Regions from separate parts of the Pan troglodytes genome. Here region 2 is linked to region 1. Evidence: chromatin contacts called from public HiChIP or PLAC-seq data. All regions are on one chromosome and are shown on one strand. Each heading gives the region's core, a stretch centred on a gene start, on an enhancer-like site or on the middle of the called end of the contact. The rest is flanking DNA. Distances are from core to core; before and after follow the strand shown. Region 1 holds the start of RBM43 (RNA binding motif protein 43). Region 2 holds the start of RIF1 (replication timing regulatory factor 1).

Region 1 (6,630 bases), core at 1,420-3,919:
GGGACCTGCTATAAACAATATTTACTGTTTACATTATTATCGGTTTTTCACTTTTAGACCAAACCTGCTAAGTCTTAAAAAAGGCCAGGTGCAAGTAGTTCACGGCTGTAATCCCAGCACTTTGGGAAGATGAGGTGGGCAGATCACTTGAGGTCAGGAGTTCGAGATCAGCCTGGCCAACATGGTGAAACCCCATCTCTACTAAAAATACAAAAATTAGTGGAGGCAGGCGCCTGTAATCCCAGCTACTCCAGAGGCTGAGGAACCAGAATGGCTTGAACACAGGAGGTGGAGGTTGCAGTGAGCCAAGATCGCACCACTGCACTCCAGCCTAGGTGACAGAGTGAGACTCTGTCTCAAAAAAAATAAAAATAAAAACATCGAAAATTTAAATATGGTTACAAAAAAACAGAAATGCTCAACCCTGTCAATGTAAGAATAAAGGCAGGGCCATCATATCAGAAAGCAAAAAAGGCATAAAGAAAAACTTTATTTTTCTAAGTGAAGCACTAGGGAGAAATAGAAAATTCACTCACTGCATTTGTTTTTATTTCTTTTGGGATATCTTTTTCTTTTCTTGTTGTTTGTTTGTTTGTTTTGAAATGGAGTCTAGCTCTGTCACCTACGCTGGAGTGCAATGGCGCAATCTTGGCTCACTGCAACCTCCACCTCCCGGGTTCAAGCAATTCTCCTGCCCCAGCCTCCTGAGTAGCTGGGACTACAGGCATCAGCCATCATGCCCGACTAATTTTTGTATTTTTAGTAGAGACGGGGTTTCACCATGTTGGCCAGGCTGGTCTCGAACTCCTGACCGCCCCCCTCGGCCTCTCGAAGTCTTTTTTTTTTTTTTTTTTTAGATGGCGCCTCGCTCTGTTGCCCAGGCTGGAGAACAATGGCGTGATCTTGGCTCCTTGCAACCTCCGCCTTCTGGGCTCAAGTGATGCTCCCACCTCAGCCTCCCCAGTAGCTGAGACTACAGGTGGGTGCCATCACGCCCAGCTAATTTTTGTATTTTTAGTAGAGACTCCTGACCTCAAGTGATCCGCCCTCCTTCGCCTCCCAAAGTGCTGGGATTACAGGCGTGAGCCACCGTGCCGGGCAGGGAGATCATTTTCTGCACCCCAACAATATCAAAGAAAAACATGCAATCAATTTAAACTCAGGAAATCTTACTTCAGCTCTATGCCCTCATTAGTACTAATACCATATTTCTTTATTCAAATGTCTACATGTAATTTATCTGTAAAATCAAAGAAACTTCTCCCTGAACCAGTATTTTTAGAAGAAAAAAACATAAAGGTGTAAATTTTGTTTGGTAAGAACTAGTTTCTATGAATCATCTAATGAATTAGTACTTCAATGACTTGCCAATATTTGTCCTTAACTCCCTTTCATAGGTTGGAGAAAGTATGGCTAACATAGATAATTTTACTGAGGTCAATTATGAATAATGAGGGTTGTTCATCTCTTCTACCCACGATTAAGATAAAGAAATGTCCTAGAGAAAGACAGTCCTTTCAAGCACTTTGAAACGAGCAGCTTTTAGCCAAGACATACTAACGTGATGGCGCATTTCCTTGCATCAGTATTATGTTATAACAGACTTGGCCATCTTATCAGAAAGCAAAAAGTATATAGCAAAACTTTACTTTTGTAAGTAAGGCATTGGGAAGAAACAGAAGATTCATTGACTGCATTTGTTTATATTGATTTTCTCAAAATCAGTTGTTTATTTTCAATGACGACGCCTCTACCGCCACCAGGTCAACAAAAACGTACTTGCTTTTGCATTTCCGGGACTCTAGCATTTCAGAGCAGGAATTAAAGGCCTTGCCAAGGCTTTTAAGCGATTGATGGAAACAAAACAAAACACAGAAGGATAAATTTTGAATTTGCTAAGACAAGAATTCGCACCAAGGCAGACATAAGACATGAGGATGTCTTCCTGACTTGCGTCCTTGGCTCGAATCGTTCTTACCAGCCCTTTTCAAAAGGCAGCTGTGACCTCCATTTCTGGCTAATCAATCCACTTTTGTTCCCCCCGAGGCGTAGGAGGACAACAGTTAAGCCCTAACAGCCTGCGAAGCAGCTCCTCGACGAACGGCGGCGTCCCCGTCGCTTGGGCAGTGGGTGTGGGAGGTGACAGCCTAGTCCTGAGCCTCTGGAGCGGGCCCATACTGCACCGCCGTACGTGAATTTCAGGGGCGCGCAATGCCGCCACCTGGGAAGGGTGCAGCGAGGCTGACCTGAGTTTGCCCGCCGGGGTGGACGGCTCTCCGGGGCCCCCGGGGCCCCTCCGCGCGCCGCCCCCTCCCGCGCAGCCCTGCACCCTGGCCCGTCGCGCCCGGTTCCGCGCCCTTCTAGGGGACCATGGCGACGGTACAGGCACGGACCTGCACCGCAAAACTCAAAGCAAAAGCAACTTGCCATGGCGGAGGGGAGACGCGCCCTCAGCGGCCGCAGGAAGCCCACAACCAGCAGAACGCAGGCGATGGGGAGAGGAGCGAGCAGGCAGGTTTTGGTTTCGTTTTTTTGTTCCAGCTCCCTTGGAGGCTACGAAGAAAAGGGCGGCCCTTCCACCCGATCCGGCTGTTCTGCGACCTCGTGGCCTCTGGGTGGGAGCTCGGACTCCGGAGTGCTGTTGCCAGCGCCTGCCCAGACGCCCTCCGTAGTTTTGCAACTTTTGGAAGCACTCTGGAGAGAGGCCGAGGGATTCCTCGACAGGAAATTTGGGAATTCTCTGGGTAATGCATCAGTGATTGCAATTTTGTTTTTACCCGTTTTGCTAAGCAGCAGCAACAACGGCAGAGTTGATTTAAAAAAAGAAAAAACGCAAAAAGGGAAAACACATAGGAGGTGGTGGCCGCTTCCTGTGCTGATACTGGGGGGCTACGCTTTTCCTAACATCAATCATCTCGTAGTTGCAGAGAGCCTTAGACGTCATGATAGTTTTGAATCGCATGCATTATCATGTAAGGGAGTTAAATATCTTGCATGCATGCTCTCTTCTGTGTTTATATATTCGATGCCATGAAATTGAAGGGCATGTGGCTAAAACCTTTTTACTACATGAAACTTTACAACACTTTTGAAAACATTTCAATTTGGTTGATGCGCACTGTAATATTTCTCCAGATAATTGTCCAAAATTTTCCATAGAGAAGGCTTTTATCCTCATTAGTTGCTGGCCTCAAACTAACCATCTAGGATATTAAACTGCTGCCAGAATTTTACATCCAGCTACCTTTACTTTTTAGAACGTATTCTCTATCATGTTACTGATATCAATTTCTACTTCACACAGATGGTTTTTTACAACAGCAAATCAAGTTTTTCTAACATCAGTTTTAAAAAGCCCTGCACTCAGTGAAATCTGGATGTCTTTCCTACGCCCTTATTATCTGTCCAGCCTTCTTCCCCTTCCCCCACCCCTCACCTGGGCCTTTTCCTCTGCACAACCTACCCCAGTTCCCCAACCCCCACCTCAACCCCCAACGCCGTGTTGGTCATCTTCCCAGCCCAGACCAGGAGCCCTCTTGGACCTCTGCCGGGTGCTAAGGACACAGGATGAGAGCGCCAGGTCCCTGCCAACAGAGAGCTCACCACCTTGTCCATGCCTTAGCACAGGAACCCCGAATGGCGCCTGTGGGGACACAGGGAATCTCTGGACAAACTTCAAAATCAAATCAATGAATGCATGAAGAACAAAGGTAGATGGCTAGCAGATATGAAGAAACCCAATCCCACTCCTAAGAAATGTAAATTGAAATAATAAGATACCATTTTTTCACAACTAGATCTGCAAAACCAGAAAGTGTTAGCCTGAATGTAAGCATCAGAGTTGCTGCAAGCATAGATGGATGCAAATACTTCTAAAGATTTTTATCAAAATGTAAAGTGCAAAAAAATGTAAAATGCACATATTCTTAGTCTCAGCAATTCTACTTTTAGAACTGAACTTGAAGTTATAGTGCACAAATGGCACTAAGATATTGTATAGAAATTTTAGTTGTACATTGCTTGAAATACAGGTAGTAATAATTTTTTTATAAACTGGGATCCACCTAGTTTATCATTGGATGGAGCTATTTGTTATATGGCTGATGATATATCAGTAAGGCACAAGGCTATGAAGATTTTAAAACAGAATGAGGTAGGGGGAAGTGGCTCCCGCCTGTATTCCCAGAACTTTGGGAGGCCAAGGTGGGCGGATCACTTTGAGCTCAGGAGTTCAAGACCAGCTTGAGCAACATGGTGAAACCCGTCTGTACTAAAAATACAAAAATTAGCCGGGCGTGGTGGCACACACCTGTAATCTCAGCTACTCGGGAGGCTGAGGCTAGAGAATCGCTTGAACCCGGGAGGCAGAGTGAGCCAAGATCACACCACTGCACTCCAGCCTGGGCGACAGAACAAGACTCTGTCTCAAGAAGAAAAAAAAAAAAAACAGCATGAGGTAGATCTGTATGTAATTCCCCAATTTATATTTTATCTCCAGATTTATATATCTAAGTGCCCACTTGAATGTCAAACAAGCATCTGAAATTTAACAAGTAGAACTCCAGAGCAAGACTCTGTCTCAAGGAAAAAAAAAAAAAAAAAAAACAGAATGAGGTACATCTGTATGTAATTCCCCAATTTATATTTTATCTCCAGATTTTATATATCTAAGTGCCTACTTGAATGTCAAACAAGCATCTGAAATTTAACAAGGAGAACTCTTCTTCTCCCCTTCTTAATTCCCCCTCAAGAATTGGCAGCACTGTCTACCCATGAGCTCAAGCTCATGACCCAGTTCTTGATTTCTCTTTTCCTCATCCTTCTTAGTATACCCCAACAATGGGCCTTCCAGAGGGACCCAGTATCAGTCCCTCTTTCCAGCTGCATCCCTACCATCCTCATCCAGTCTCCATCTTCTCTAGCTCCTCAGTCCATTCTTGCTACCATACCCAGAAGGATCTTTTTAAAATGTAAATCAGATTCGACTTCTGTTTAAACACGTCATTGTTTGCATTGCTTTCACCTGAGCCACAATGACCTTGATCCTTTTTTTTCTGGCCAGATCTCCTACCACTGCCCTGACCCTCTGCTGCAATCGCAACAAGCTATCAGCCTGGGAGTTTTGCCTGACCTATGTACTGTGTCCCTGCCTCAATAGCTCCGCCCTGATCTTCACTTGACTGGCTCCTGCTGTCACTTGGGTCTTAGCTACAATAATGTTAAAGCCGAAAGATTGAGGGTCGTGATCAACTCAGTATACCACTGGAGGCTGTATGGGTAAACAGCAAACTGTTCTCATAAATGCAGAATGTTGGCAAACTGACAAGCTGAGTATGCCACCCAGAAGGAATGCTGAGGGCAGTCACGCCCCTCGATCTTTCAGCCTCCAACACAGTAACCTCTCTTCAGAAAGACTAGCTCTAATCACCCAGTCTATCTTCCTACTTAATCATTCCATCACCCCGTTATACCATCTTAATAGCCCTGGCCTCTTTCTGAAAATATCTTTATATGTTTATTTATATTGAATGTCTTTCTTGCTTTCCCCAACTCATAACTGAAGTCTCCATTCTCTCCAGAAAATGATGAGAGGTCTAGGATTAGAGTTGGGAATTCAGGTCAACCTATCTGTGCCATCGAACATGACCTACAGTAACCTTTAATCATATATATGCCAAACTATTCCAACACCCTTGAAGAAAGAGGACTCCAAATGTGGCAAAATTATTTTAGCAGCATATTACTAACTAAAACTGCATCCAAGAAAATCTTTTAACATCTTATAGCCCCAATTATAAGGCCTCTTGCCTCACTGTACTTTTCTGTCTTGAAGCTTTAATAAAATCAAATTGGAGGGCCGGGCGCAGTGGTTCATGCCTGTAATCCCAGCACTTTGGGAGGCCAAGGTGGATGGATCACGAGGTCAGGAAATGGAGACCATCCTGGGTAACAAGGTGAAACCCTGTCTCTACTAAAAATACAAAAAAATTAGCCGGGCGTGGTGGCTTGCCCCTGTAGTCCGCTACTCAGGAGGCTGAGGCAGAAGAATCGCTTGAACCCGGGAGATGGAGGTTGCAGTGAGTTGAGACTGTGCCACTGTACTCCAGCCTCCGTGACAGAGCGAGACTCCATCTCTAAAGAAATAAATAAATAAAATCAACATTTTCCTGAACGTTTTTCATTTGTGACACCAAAAAACTAAAGCAAAACCCATTACAGGATGTTTCACCTGTATCTTGGTAATTACTTATTTTCATAAAACCCTGGGATGTGTTATGAAAATTTCCAAAAATAGAATAAAGGAAACATGTTCAGATAAGTAGTATTCAGTGCTGAAATGGAGCAATGAGATAGTGCTTGTTTACACTGTTAATGAAAGTACAAACCAATGCCTACCTTTCTAGTAAGCAATTCTGGCCTCACTTAACAAGATCCTTAAAAGAGTTTTTCGTCCTTCTGCCTAGCAATTATCACCTTGAAGTAAGGTCAGAACTGCAGAAAATGTCTTATGTACCAAGACATATAAGGACTTACGTACCTCAGAATATTTATAAGTGTGAAGAAATTAGAAACAACCTTATTCCCAACAATAAGGAAGTAACAAATAGCACAGGGTATATGGGTATATTT
Region 2 (6,630 bases), core at 1,952-4,451, 150 kb after region 1:
GTAAAGGTGTGTGAAGAGGGGTCTGGGTGGGGAAGGGTATTTGTTTTCATTCTGTAATCCCTTAGCACTCTAGATCAGATTGAGAAAATGTCAAATAGCAGGGAGGGGCACTGATGAGATGAGATTACAGATGGAATTAATCCCCATCAGGATAACTCTCAACTCTGCCACTGCACTCAAACACCCATAACCAAACAATAATAAATTAATGAGATACTCATTTTATCAGATCTATAGTATGATAGGAGGGAGGCAGGAGCATTTAATTCTCCATGAAGAGAATGTGTGTGGTTGGAGAGTAGGTGAGGGAAAGATTTCACAAAAAGGTGTCATTTTAGTTGATTTTTTTTTTTTTTTTAAGACGGAGTCTTGCTCTGTTGCCCAGGCTGCGATGCAGTGGCACAATCTTGGCTTGAATCCGCCTCCTGGGTTCAAGCGATTCTCCTGCCTCAGCCTCCCGAGTAGCTGGGATTACAGGCATGCACCACCACGCCTGGCTAATTTTTGTATTTTTAGTAGAGAAGGGGTTTCACCATATTAGCCAGGCTGGTCTTGAACTGACCTCAGGTGATCCACTTGCCTCAGCCTTGCAAAGTGTTGGGATTATAGGTGTGAGCCACCTGACTCTTATTTATTACTCTTGAAGAAGGTAATTAATATTCTAAATACATGCTCTGAATAAAAGCCTTCAAAGTCACAGAGAAGCTGGAGATCTTAGCAGACTGTTCAGAATCTGATGAAGTGGGAGTAATCTGGAGATGAAGAACAAGCAGTGGCCCAATCATGATAGGCTTGCATGTTATGTCAAAAGTTTTGAAATCCATCCTGTTACTGATGGGAATGGCTGGAGAACTTTAGGCACAGGAATGACAATGATAAAATCTTACATAACATTTTTGAGCTACTTTATAAGGCTGAGGCAGGAGGATCATTTGAGCCCAAGAAGTTCAGGGCTGCAGTAAGTCACAATCACACCACTGCACTCCAACCCAGGTGACAGAGCAAGGCCTTGTCTTTAAAAATAATAAAATTTAAAACATAACATTTTTGGAAGATCAAAGAACCATACATATGAAAGAAATACAAGCAACATGACCACCGTAGTCCTTTCATTATAAATGGGAAATTATGAAAAAATAAAGCAAAATCCCTGTTCTCACAGAATTTATGTTCTAATGAATGGGTAGAGGCAGGCAATAAAAAGACCACATACAGCCCGGCGTGGTGGCTCAAGTCTGTAATCCCAGCACTTTGGGAGGCCGAGGCGGGCTGATCATGAGGTCAGGAGATCAAGACCATCTTGGCCAACATGGTGAAACCTGTCTATACTAAAATACAAAAAATTAGCTGGGCGTGGTGGCGCATGCCTGGAATCCCAGCTACTCGGGAGGCTGAGGCAGGGGAATCGCTTGAACCCAGGAGGCGGAGGATGCAGTGAGCTGAGATCAGGTCAGTGCGCTCCAGCCTGGGTGATAGAGCGAGACTCCGTCTCAAAAAAAAAAAAAAAAAAAAAAAAATATATATATATATATGTATATGTATATATGTATGTGTGTGTGTATATATAAATATATGTAAATAAATATAAATATATATAAATAAATAAATATATATATATAAGCATACTATGTATGGACTGCTTCGTTTGGCAGTCATTTTGCTAAGTGCAGATGACACAAAGAAGAGCAAAAAGCAACATCCCACTTCTAGAGCTGAGAGTTGCAGCGCATGTGAGTGAGGGCTCAAATCCTGGGCCAGGAACCCATGATGGAGAGTTCCATTGCTGCTGCGCTTCATGTGTCTGATTTAGAGTTAATGCAATCCTGTCTGTTGTGGAGAGTGCACGAAGGCATATGAAAAGGGGAGAAGCAGACCGGGCGCGGTGGCTCACGCCTGTAATCCCAGCACTTTGGGTGTCCGAGGCGGGTGGATCACGAGGTCAGGAGCTCGAGACCAGCACGGCCAAGATGGTGAAACCCCGTCTCTACTAAAAGTACAAAAATTAGCCGGGTGTGGTGGCGGGCGCCTGTAATCCCAGCTGCTCGGGAGGCTGAGTCAGAGACTCGCTTGAACCCGGGAGGCAGAGGTTGCAGTGAGCCGAGATCGCACCACTGCACTCCAGCCTGGGCGAAAGAACGAGGCTCCGTCTCAAAAAAAGGGGGGGGGGGGGGAGGAGCAGCATATTCACAATAAGGAGAAATGACTGTCATTGTGTTTACTGACGTTTCTCTAGGGAAGAAGCCCTGGCCAAATCCCACCCTTCAACCCCCCAGGGGCCTAACAGAAGAATGCACATCCTCGGGAGCTACCTAAATCTACTGAATTACAATGCATATGGGCGGGGCCCAGGAATCTGCAGTTTAATAACGAATATCCCCAGGCCATTGTTATGTACGCTTAAGACTTGAGAACCATTGGCCTCTCCAACCTTTTCTCACTTCACCTATTAAAAGCCCTATTTTATAGAGGAGGAAATTGAGGCATAGGTTAATTAACTTGCTAAAGTCACATGGAACCTAGACCAGCTGGAATCTAGACCAGCTTGAGATACAGTTCTTTTCTTTTTCTTTCTTTCTTTCTTTCTTTCTTTCTTTTTTTTTTTTTTTTTTTTTTGAGAGACGGAGTCTTACTCTTACTCTGTCGCTCAGGCTGGAGTGCAGTGGCGTGATCTCGGCTCACTGCAACCTTCGCTTCCCGGGTTTAAGCGATTCTCCTGCCTCAGCTTCCCAAGTGGCTGGGACTACAGGCGTGCGCCACCACACCCAACTAATTTTTGTATTTTTGTTTTTTTTAAGTAGAGACGGGGTTTCACCATGCGTTGGCCAGGCTGGTCTCGAACTCCTGACCTCAGACTCGGCCTCCCAAAGTGCTTGGATTACAAGGTGTGAGTCACCGCGCCCGGCCAGCTCTTAGTCTTAAACCCAACAGTAAGTTATCTCCTTTTGCTAACTGATTTGTTGCTAAAACTTCAACAAGCACTGGACTTGGAGTTTGAACACTTAGTCTGAGGGCCCACTATGTTCAGTCTAGTGAGTCTGAGCAATTAACTCACATTTTGAATTTCAAGTCTCTCGCCTTAGGCAAAACACCACCACCTGATGCTCACCAGAGGGGCGTGACGCGGCAGCTGGGCAGGGAAGGGATGGGAAGGGAGGCGATCGATAACTCCGGTGCGCCGCTGACTGTTGGATTGGCTCGAACTTCTCCCGCCAGGCCTAGCCTACTCCCGCGCACTCCTGGGCCCGCCCAGCCGCCATCTTGGTCTAGGAGGGAGCGCGCCGCACGCGTGAGTAAACAGCCGGAGCCGGGAAAGTCGAGCTCTGGCAGCGTCTGGGTGCTGAGGGGCAGAGGCGGAGAGAACCCTGTCCTGATCTTCCTAGGTGGGATAAATATCGGGGTGACAGTGGTAGGCCGCGGGGAACCCTCAGTCTGCCCACCCTCCGCCCCCTCGCGGCGAGATGCCTCGTTCCCCGGGCTTCTCCCGCCCTCCGCCGATCTCCTCCCTCTGTTGAAAGCTGCCCGGGAAAGTGGTGGCGGGAGCGGGCCCAGGCCCGAACGTGGCGTGGGCTCAGGTGCCTGGTGTCGGGCGCCGGAGGAGGTTCGCGCTGGGGTTTGGTGATTCGGAGGCCTGGGGTGCAGACGCGGCGTGGCTGTGAGGCCGGGGCGGGCGTGCGGGTGTGAGGGCCGGACTCACACTGGGCCGCCGCGGGGCTGTTTCCATCGGTCACTGGATTTTCTCCTCTTCCGGTTCGGGCCTCAGGGTGGCCGACATGACGGCCAGGGGTCAGAGCCCCCTCGCGCCGCTGTTGGAGACTTTGGAAGACCCTTCTGCCTCCCATGGAGGGCAGACTGACGCTTACCTGACTCTGACCAGGTGAGGTCCGCCACGGGGCGTAGCGGAGAGGGGGGCGCTCTGTAGTGGGGAGAAAGAAGGTGGTTGGGAGGGGCGCGTAGAATGAATGTGAGTTCTAGAAGTCTAGCAAATGTGAGGACGCCCGAGTCGCGGACGCCTTGGGGGGCGGGGGAGATGTATTCTAGGTGACGTTCCCGGGTACTGCTGCTGCTGCGCTTGAGGTGTGTGTTTGGAACGAGGGAGCATGCACGTGTGTTTTGCAAGCGAGGGATTTTTAAAAGTTTCGGTTGGAAGTAGTTGTTGGAGGAGGGGTCTTCAGTGTAAACCTCCGATGTGTTGGGAAAATGTGGTTACCCAGAGTTGTTTTTTTAACAGAGCAATACACTGATTTTTATTAATTGCAAAATGCTTCAAAGTAATTTTCATAGAAATGTACTAAAGTTTTGTAAAACCCTTTGGAAAGGCTTAGCAAATCGTTAGTAACTAGGGATAGGGATCCCTGTTCTGTCTTTTTGGAGTCAGGTTGTCACAACTTGCATGTACTCGATGTAAAAACTTATTCTGAGGGTTTTTCTACTTTCATTTCTGATATATATTGCATTATATATTATGTATACCTTTAAGGACCTTACCTACTGGGTCAATTCATTTGCAAGAGTTAGAAAGTAATTTTTAAAAAGATTGTACATGTATTTTTGGGAGTATTTTTTTTTTTCCTGTCAACTACTTAAACTTGTGTTCTTCCTGCTTTTTAAGTCGTATGACTGGAGAAGAAGGAAAAGAAGTAATTACAGAAATTGAGAAAAAACTTCCTCGGCTGTACAAAGTTTTAAAGGTATGTATCTGTTTGTTAAACAGTTTTTCACTTTTGGTAGTTTTGTGTTTTTTTTGGTTTTGTTTTTTTGTTTTGAGGTGTAGTTTTGCTCTTGTTGCCCAGGCGAGAGTGCAATGGCTCAGGCTCGGGCTCGGCTCACTGAAACCTCCGCCTCTCGGGTTCAAGCGATTCTCTTGCCTCAGCCTCCTGAATAGTTGGGATTATAGGCATCCGCCACCACCCCGGCTAATTTTGTATTTTTAGTAGAGAAGGGGTTTCTCCATGTTGGTCAGGCTGGTCTCGAACTCCCGACCTCAGGTGATCCGCCTGCCTCAGCCTCCCAAAGTGTTGGGATTACAGGAGTGAGCCACTGTGTCCAGCCACTTTTGGTGGTTTTTAAGAGTTTTGCCAGTTGACTCAAAATCTTTGAATCTAAAATAACAGCAATAATACTGATTATAATACTCTTTATTGTTACTTAAAGCTTCTCAGGTACTTTCTTAATTACCTTACACGCTTTATACTTAACTCTCCATGGTTCCATGAGATTATTTCTTAATGATCACTTTGCAGGTGAAGAAATTAATTTAATTTGCCTAAAGTTGCCTAGGGGCACTTGAATCTGAGTTTGTGCTCTTGAAAGCAGAGATCAGAGATTAATCTGTTTTCTTTCCTTTTGGGACTCTACATCTAAGTAAGTGCTTCTAAAATTACAATTGTCTTTGGTCTAGTCTAGGTAGCATTAATTTCTTTTTCCTCATTCACCCTCAGTTTTTGCTACAACCATTATCATTTTTGCTTTAGGGAAATGATGTTTGACATCATACTGTGGACCTGTGTTCCTGTCTTCACTTGCCTACTTAATGGCTTCCTGACTATCCTTAACATCTTTTAAATTTCCTTGTTTTTAGAATGAAAAAGTTGAAATTTTATCTCCAAAGTTTCTTTGAGTTCTCATTTTTATGACCTTGTTCTTTTTTTTTAATTTTTTTTGTTTGTTTTTATTATGACCTTGTTCTTGTGCTTTTATTTTTGTTTTTAATTTTTAAAATTGAGGTGGGGGTCTTGATAGGTTGCCTAAGCCAGTCTCGAACTCCTGGGTCCAAGCGATCCTCCCACCTCAGCCTCCTTAGTAGCTGAGATTACAAGTAGGTGCCACCATGCTCAGCTTTTGTGCTTTTTGTTTGTTTGAGGCAGAGTCTTGCTGTGTCGCCCGTGCTGGAGTGCAGTGGCACAATCTCAGCTCACTGCAACCTGTGCCTCCCAGGTTCAAGCGATTCTCCTGCCTCAGCCTCCTGAGTAGCTGGGATTACAGGCATGCTCCCTCCACACCCAGCTAATATTTTTTAGTAGAGACGGGCTTTCACCATGTTGACCAGGCTGGTCTTGAACTCTTGACCTCAGGTGATCCACCCGCCTTGGCCTCTCAAAGGGCTAGGATTACAGGTGTGAGCCACCGTGCCCAGCCGTGTGCCTTTAAACAAGTGTTTCATCCAGACATGTACATTTTAACGTGATTTTTGGCGAAGTATTAACAGAGATACTGCCTACTCTTGGTGGTGTCACAGTCATCAACATTTTTTGTGTAAGCAGAAACTTTATTGTGTGCTAGTTACTTAATATCAGTGTTTATTCCATTTTCTTCATTATCATATTCCATATTATAGTAATTAGATGTGAAGACATGCACTTTCGTGTATTGAGTATTTATAGGATCAGGAATTCTATTGCATACTTTTTTTTTTTTTTTGAGACGGAGTTTTGCTCTTGTTGCCCAGGCTGGAGTGCAATGGCTTGAACACCTCCTGGGTTCAAGCCGTTCTCCTGCCTCAGCCTCTCAAGTAGCTGGGATTACAGGCATGTGCCACTACGCCCAGCTACTTTTTTTTTGTATTTTTAGTACAGACGGGGGTTTCTCCATGTTGATCAGGCTGGTCTCGAACTGCCGACCTCAGGTGATCCG

What was found. HiChIP or PLAC-seq counts read pairs in DNA pulled down with a chosen protein or histone mark.
Region 2: a contact with region 1 is called in an H3K4me3 HiChIP or PLAC-seq map of stem cell-derived excitatory neurons, with 4 times the contacts expected there. The contact joins the promoter of RIF1 here to the promoter of RBM43 in region 1. A contact is called at or near these places in 3 of 7 Hi-C or Micro-C datasets (induced pluripotent stem cells and stem cell-derived neural progenitor cells) and 1 of 1 datasets of contacts at active chromatin or transcription factors (stem cell-derived excitatory neurons).

The regions. Positions count from the first base shown.
Region 1 is chr13:53,294,066-53,300,695 of NHGRI_mPanTro3-v2.0_pri, forward strand. It overlaps RBM43 (RNA binding motif protein 43), which reads right to left and starts at 2,670. Exons shown (of 4, transcript XM_525941.9): 1 at 2,428-2,670. The coding sequence starts at 2,430.
Region 2 is chr13:53,441,479-53,448,108 of NHGRI_mPanTro3-v2.0_pri, forward strand. RIF1 (replication timing regulatory factor 1) reads left to right here and starts at 3,202. Exons shown (of 37, transcript XR_010150084.1): 1 at 3,202-3,380; 2 at 3,761-3,874; 3 at 4,610-4,688.